2 separate regions of the Mus musculus genome follow, and region 1 is linked to region 2. Evidence: chromatin contacts called from public promoter capture Hi-C data. All regions are on one chromosome and are shown on one strand. Each heading gives the region's core, a stretch centred on a gene start, on an enhancer-like site or on the middle of the called end of the contact. The rest is flanking DNA. Distances are from core to core; before and after follow the strand shown. Region 1 overlaps Gm13707 (a long non-coding RNA gene). Region 2 overlaps Ola1 (Obg-like ATPase 1).

The links. Promoter capture Hi-C pulls out the DNA fragments that hold promoters and counts their contacts.
Region 1: a contact with region 2 is called in a promoter capture Hi-C map of the C10 cell line, with 3 times the contacts expected there. The contact joins two enhancer-like sites. A contact is called at or near these places in 10 of 39 promoter capture datasets (the 3T3-L1 cell line, the C10 cell line, the HPC-7 cell line and 5 more), 3 of 15 datasets of contacts at CTCF or cohesin (CD8 T cells, large pre-B cells and pro-B cells), 46 of 484 Hi-C or Micro-C datasets (B cells, the Ba/F3 cell line, CD4 T cells and 30 more), 2 of 115 datasets of contacts at active chromatin or transcription factors (large pre-B cells and microglia) and 1 of 9 other capture datasets (embryonic stem cells).

The regions. Positions count from the first base shown.
Region 1 is chr2:73,424,239-73,427,178 of GRCm38.p6, reverse strand. Gm13707 (a long non-coding RNA gene) reads right to left here. Exons shown (of 9, transcript XR_866430.3): 7 at 1,155-1,303. Among named protein-coding and RNA genes, the nearest start is that of Gm13707, 39 kb to the right of the region's middle. Within about 2 kb of position 1,273, at least 3 of the 459 cell types and tissues checked have an H3K27ac peak or open chromatin away from gene starts, as enhancers often do.
Region 2 is chr2:73,155,356-73,158,379 of GRCm38.p6, reverse strand. It overlaps Ola1 (Obg-like ATPase 1), which reads left to right. Exons shown (of 11, transcript NM_025942.2): 5 at 1,467-1,642. Among named protein-coding and RNA genes, the nearest start is that of Ola1, 58 kb to the left of the region's middle. Within about 2 kb of position 1,354, at least 14 of the 459 cell types and tissues checked have an H3K27ac peak or open chromatin away from gene starts, as enhancers often do.

The sequences.
Region 1 (2,940 bases), core at 24-2,523, 270 kb before region 2:
GGGTTCCCAGTTCTCTAAATAGTGCAGCTGACCAGAGGCTCCCTAGATTTTTAACGTCACCGGTGTTCCTGTCTCTCTTATCATTCTTGCAGCCTTGCTCTGCCCCACTTGGAAGACCTGCTGCTCCATGTCTAGTCAGGGGCTTACATTTAACATATGGCTGCCGTTCTCTTGCTGGCCAGGATTCAGATCCCACCCATCAATATTATCACACAGATTCCTTCGTCTTAGAACCTTGCTTCTGTTAGTGCCCAGGTACATTTTTCTTAAACTCAGGCTTTAAGGACACACACACACACACACACACACACACACACACACACACACACACTGCAAGAGGAATCCACTCATTAAGGAGGTTTTTATGATTTGGGTTGGCCTTATTGGTTTTCTTCTGAGGGATCTCACTATGTAGACCAGGCTGGCCTCAAACTCACAGAGATCTGCCTGCTCCTGCTAGGAAGTGAGCACCCCCAACCAGACCTGGCTAGGACTTTGATAGCTATTTGTTGTTGTTGTTTGTTGGTGGTAGTGGTGGGTTTTTTTGTTTTGTTTGTTTGTTTGAGACAGGGTTTCTCTGTATAGCCCTGGCTGTCCTGGAACTCACTTTGTAGACCAGGCTGGCCTCGAACTCAGAAATCCACCTGCCTCTGCCTCCTAAGTGCTGAGATTAAAGGCGTGCGCCACCACTGCCCGGCGATAGCTATTTTTATACAGCACTTCATTGCTTTCCTTAAACTGCCATAGCTTTGAGCCTCATGACACCCAAGTCTGTCATTCAGTTATCATTCTTGTTAGCTTCTGGAGCAAAACTAAGCTTTAAAGAATGTTTTAAAAGCTTTTCTAAGTTACTGGTTTCCCAGGAGTGGTGAGGATGCTGGCAGATGGGAGACAGCCAGGTGCTCACCTCCCAGCACGACCAGAAACACTCTAAGGTAATTTGCCAACTGAGCTGCCCACACTGTTTTGGAATCTGAGCACCACCACAACGTGACCTCTCTAGGGAAACACATTTGACCTTTGAGGCCCTTGGAGGAAACAAGCCTGGTGTTCTTAGCTTAAATTTTCAGCATAAGAAGCCTGCTGAACACCTGGCATACACATCGTGGACGTCAGAGCTTCAGCCGGGAGCACCCCGCCCCGCTCCTGTTTACCGTCTTACGTAAGGTTAACGTCATGCGTCAAGATGTTGTTTGCTTCTGATAGTCCAGTCCCAGAACAAAGCAGCAACAGGCCACGTGAGAAGACCCAAGAGCAGCAGGAAGCTCTTATATGCTTACTCGCCCATTCACGCCATCCAACACTAGGAAAGAATGGTATTCATGAAGCCTCAAGAATAAAAAGGCGTCTATATATAATTTTGTAAGTGTTAGTCTAAGTATCAAGAGTGTATGTTGAAACTACATGTAAGAAAATTTCAACAAGTAGGCACAACCTTGCTACTCCTTGGTTCTGGAATATTCTTCACCATCAACACAGGGGCTGTTGGGTTGACTGTATACATGAAAGGGGAAATTTCTCTTATGCTTGTTCCCTAATGGTTTGCTCTTGGGACAAAGGCCTGAGAAGACCCCAAATGAGACCATAGGGCCAGGGAATACTGAACACTGTAGTAATGGTATAGTAATAGTATGCTATCAAAATTCTGCCTAATTTATTTATCTAAGTAACAATAGTGTGTTATTTTTCCTGTAATAACCACTATTTATCATCTGTTATGTACTGTAAACTTAAACTAGTGTCTCTACAAATTATTATCACATGTATTACTGCTAATCTTTGTATCTTTACACATAGAAAAATCAAGGCCTGGAGAGGTGGCTAAGTGGTTAAGAGCCCTTGCTGTGCAAGCGTGAGGATATGAGTTCAAATCCTCACCGTTCACATAAAAAGCCATGCGTGGTTGTGCATGCCTATAACCCCAGTATTGATAGGCAGAGACAGATGGATACTGAGAGCCTGTGGCCAGCCAGCCTAGCCTAGCTCACTAGTTTGTGAGCTTCTAGTTCAGTGAGAGACCCTGTCTCAAAGCAACAACAGAGACAGCAGTAAAGGAAGACACCTGATCTCCTACTCTGACCTCTGTAATGGCATTCAAATGGCCCATCTGAACACACACACACACACACACACACACACACACACACACACACACACTCACACACACACACATTTAATGAAAAAATAAATTAAGGCCAATGTGAAAAGGTGTTTGCCTCCAAGGTTCAGGGAAACCACGTGGTGGAAAGAAGTTGTCTTCTACCCATGATCTAGTTTGGTTTTTTGGTTTTCTGTTGCTGTGATGAACCCATAACCAAGAACAACTTGGAGAGGAAAGGGTTGGTTTGCTCACCCCAATCACAGTCCTTCACTGAGGGAAGCCAAGGCAGGACTCAGCCCAGGAGCAGAGACTAAAGGAGAGAGAGGCCTTGGAGGAGGCCTTGCTCCCCATGGCTTGCTCAGCTGCCTTTCTCATGCAGCCTAGGAATGACTGTCTGGAGTTAGACTGCCCACAAGGCTGGGTCCCCCACATCGATCAGCAATCAAGAAAAGTTCCCAGAGACATCCCCGCAGACCATGCCGATGGAGGCAGTGCCTCAACGGAAGTTCCTTCTTCCCAGGCGACTCTAGTTTGTGTTAAGTTGACAAGAATTAACCAACACAGCCCTCCACAGATGTTTTTTGGCACATGTGCCCACCACCAACACATACACACACACACACACACACACACACACACACACACACACACACACGAAAAATCAACAAAAATGTCTTTAAAAAAGAAAGAAAAGAAACGAAACAAAGGGGAAAAAAGGATTGAGAAATCAAGGCCTAAATTTGCCTCAAGACAATTGCTCCAAGTGGATCCGGGATTCAAACTCAAAAATACTGCTATTCCATAAAGACAGGAAGTGCAGCTAAACAGCATAGCTTAAT
Region 2 (3,024 bases), core at 105-2,604:
CTAAGGTTGCTGGTGTGTCCCAATACACCTAGTTTAAGCACTCTTGGAGAGCAAACCAGGGCTTCCTGTGTGCCTGGGCCGTCTGTCTCTGAGCTGGGTGCTGCATGTGCTGCCCTCTTGTCTCTTTGTAAAGTCAATCATGGCAAGAAAGAGCATTGTTCCCTCGGGCGGGTGGGTGGGCGGGCGGGCGGGGCTTATGTGTCGGTTGTGTTTAGTAAGAAATACACCAACTTAGGAGACTTAGTTTTTGTTTTTGTTTTTTGATTATTTTGTTCATATGAACTTGACATCATCTAATATACCAGTTCAATACTTAAAGCACTTAAATATTTAAATACCTATATTTTATGGCTTACTACTGAACAGTGGACATTAGTATTAAAAATGACTTTTAAAAATACTAGGCAGTTGCAATTTAGAACTCTTTATAACTCATAACAAGAATATCCTAGACTATGTTGCATAAAAATTAACTATATTTGCTGTTGTTTCTTTATCAAATTTATACTAACTCATGATTTCTATAATGCTTCTGTCTAAAATACCTCTTAGGTCATATAATCAAGTAGATGATTTTTATGAAATTAATTTGTTTATAAGTGTTTATTGTTTTGTACCTGTATCACTGCTTTCTGTTTATAATATTTCATAGCATTTATTCATTTTTTTATGTGATACTGTTCTTTATCTGGTAATTTGAGTAAATCCCAATAGAATTATGTTGCCACATTATGTCTTCAGAAGGGCATAAAGTCAGTACACATGCTTCAGTAATATCTGGTTGTTTTACCCTTATGTTTCTAGTTGGCAATTTGAAATTATGGCTTCAACTGCACTTTAAATATGTGATAATAGCATGTGTTTCTAATAAGGGCCAGTACCATTTTGTTCAGATAGTGTGAATGGTTGTCACTCATATATGACAAATGCACCTTCATCTGCTTCTTTGATAGCCCCCTAAAAACCATACCCTCAAATCAGGCCGATGAAATTAGCTGCTGTGTAAATTGTGTGTCTGAGTGGTTCATTATCTAATCACCGTCAGAACCACAGTGATAAAGTAGATTGAAGCAGAGAAGAGGTCTGCCAGATGATTTGAGCCCCCCACCCCCCCAAATCTGGTTTCCCTTGGAAACCCTAATAGTGCAGTTTAAAACTTGAGGCTTTCGTGCCTTGCATTCAGTATCTCTTATATGCCAAACTTGAGAGCAACCAGTAGTTCTGGAATAAAATTTTGTTTTCCTATTTTACTTGTCAGTTTTTTAAATGTTGACGCTCTTGAACTACTATGTCTGTGGTTATTTGTTAAGTATTACCCGATGGAGAGAAGTGCTATGGCCTGCTTGAGAAGAGTTAAGAACTCGGTAGCAGTTTGCGCAATGTCTGAAAGTCCTCCACTCTGTTACTGTGATTACGATCACCTTCTATATCATCTGTTAATTGAATCCATTTTTCATTCATTGTAGGTGCTTTTGAAGACGATGATATCACGCATGTTGAAGGAAGTGTAGATCCCATCCGAGACATAGAGATAATTCACGAGGAGCTCCAGCTGAAGGACGAGGAGATGATTGGGCCCATTCTAGACAAACTAGAGAAGGTGGCCGTGAGGGGAGGCGACAAGAAACTGAAGCCCGAGTATGTAAGTAAGCATTTATAGCTCTCAGGAAACACTTAAGTATGCTGTTCTCAGTTTAAAAATAAGCACATGAACTATTTTATATTGTTACTGAACTTTAGAATAAAATAAAAAATCAAAAGAGCATGTTTCTTTTTTGTATTTCTGTTGTAAGCAGGCCTTTACTGAAACTCTGGGCTTTCTTACTTCCTCTGACGCTCCCCTCTTTATGCCATGCAGCTGATTTCTGTGACGTCTTTGTTTCTCTCCTGTGTTCTCTTCCTCCAGGCAGCTGCTGAGATTCACAGCTGCCTACCTTAGGGGTATTCTTTTAAACTCTAATACAATTGTCTTCTTTTAATAAACTTTGACTTTTCTTGAGAAGGAAGGAAAGAAAGATCCTACACTTGCCTTCTGAATTTGGGGACACAATCAACAAGTAAGAGTAAAAACAGTTTGACTTGGGACTGGAAGATATGTGCACTGCCAGTTTCCTTGGTGTGCTTTACCTCCTATTTCCTGTGCTCATTTCCTACTTATACATGGTAGAGAGTGGAGAGGTAGCTAATGAGGTACATGAGGGTTAGGATAGAGAAGAAAATGGAAAATGGGTATAAAATATTCCTTGGGTTGGGAGAGAGGACTGGTGTGAGGCAGTGTCTTCTGGACATGACAGGAAAGCTGTACTCATTAGCTCACAGCAGCTGTGGCACAAGACCCGCACGTGATGAAGCCAGTCTGTGTTCCAGCATGGAGCATGGAAGGGCTCGCAAGCCCCCACCCCAGGTGAAGTGATGTTGACATTTCACAGCTTCTGGGGAAGGAAGAGTCCGGTTATAGTTAATGGTCTATCTCTTGTCGGGTTGACTGTGCTCTGGTGGATGATCCAAACTGATGATACAAAGTGACTTGGTGGGTTATTTATATTAAAAAAAAAAAAAGACACAAAATTTTGGGGGTTGATCTGAAAGCAGTTAAGGTAACTATGATCAAAATACAATGTATGAGTTATCAAAGAATTAATAAAATATGTTGAAAAACACTACGAAGGACACAAAAATAGCATTCCTGTGGATAGGGATAGTTCTTAATAGTAGAGTGCTTGCTTAGCACATGTACACACATATATGAACACCCTCACACATGAATGTATACCCCTGGCACACACATGCACAGATGCCAGGCATGGTGGCAGATGCCTGTACTTGAGAGGCCAAGGCAGGAAGATAAGGAGTTAAAGACCAGCCTCACTCATTGCACGAGAAACTGTCTCATAAATAAAATGGGGTGGTGAGGTGGCTCATTAGACAAAGGCACTTGCCACCCAAGTCTGGCAGTCTGAGCTTGATTCCCCAGAATCCGCTTGGTGAGAGAAAGAAACCTGACTAACATAGTTGTCTTCTGAC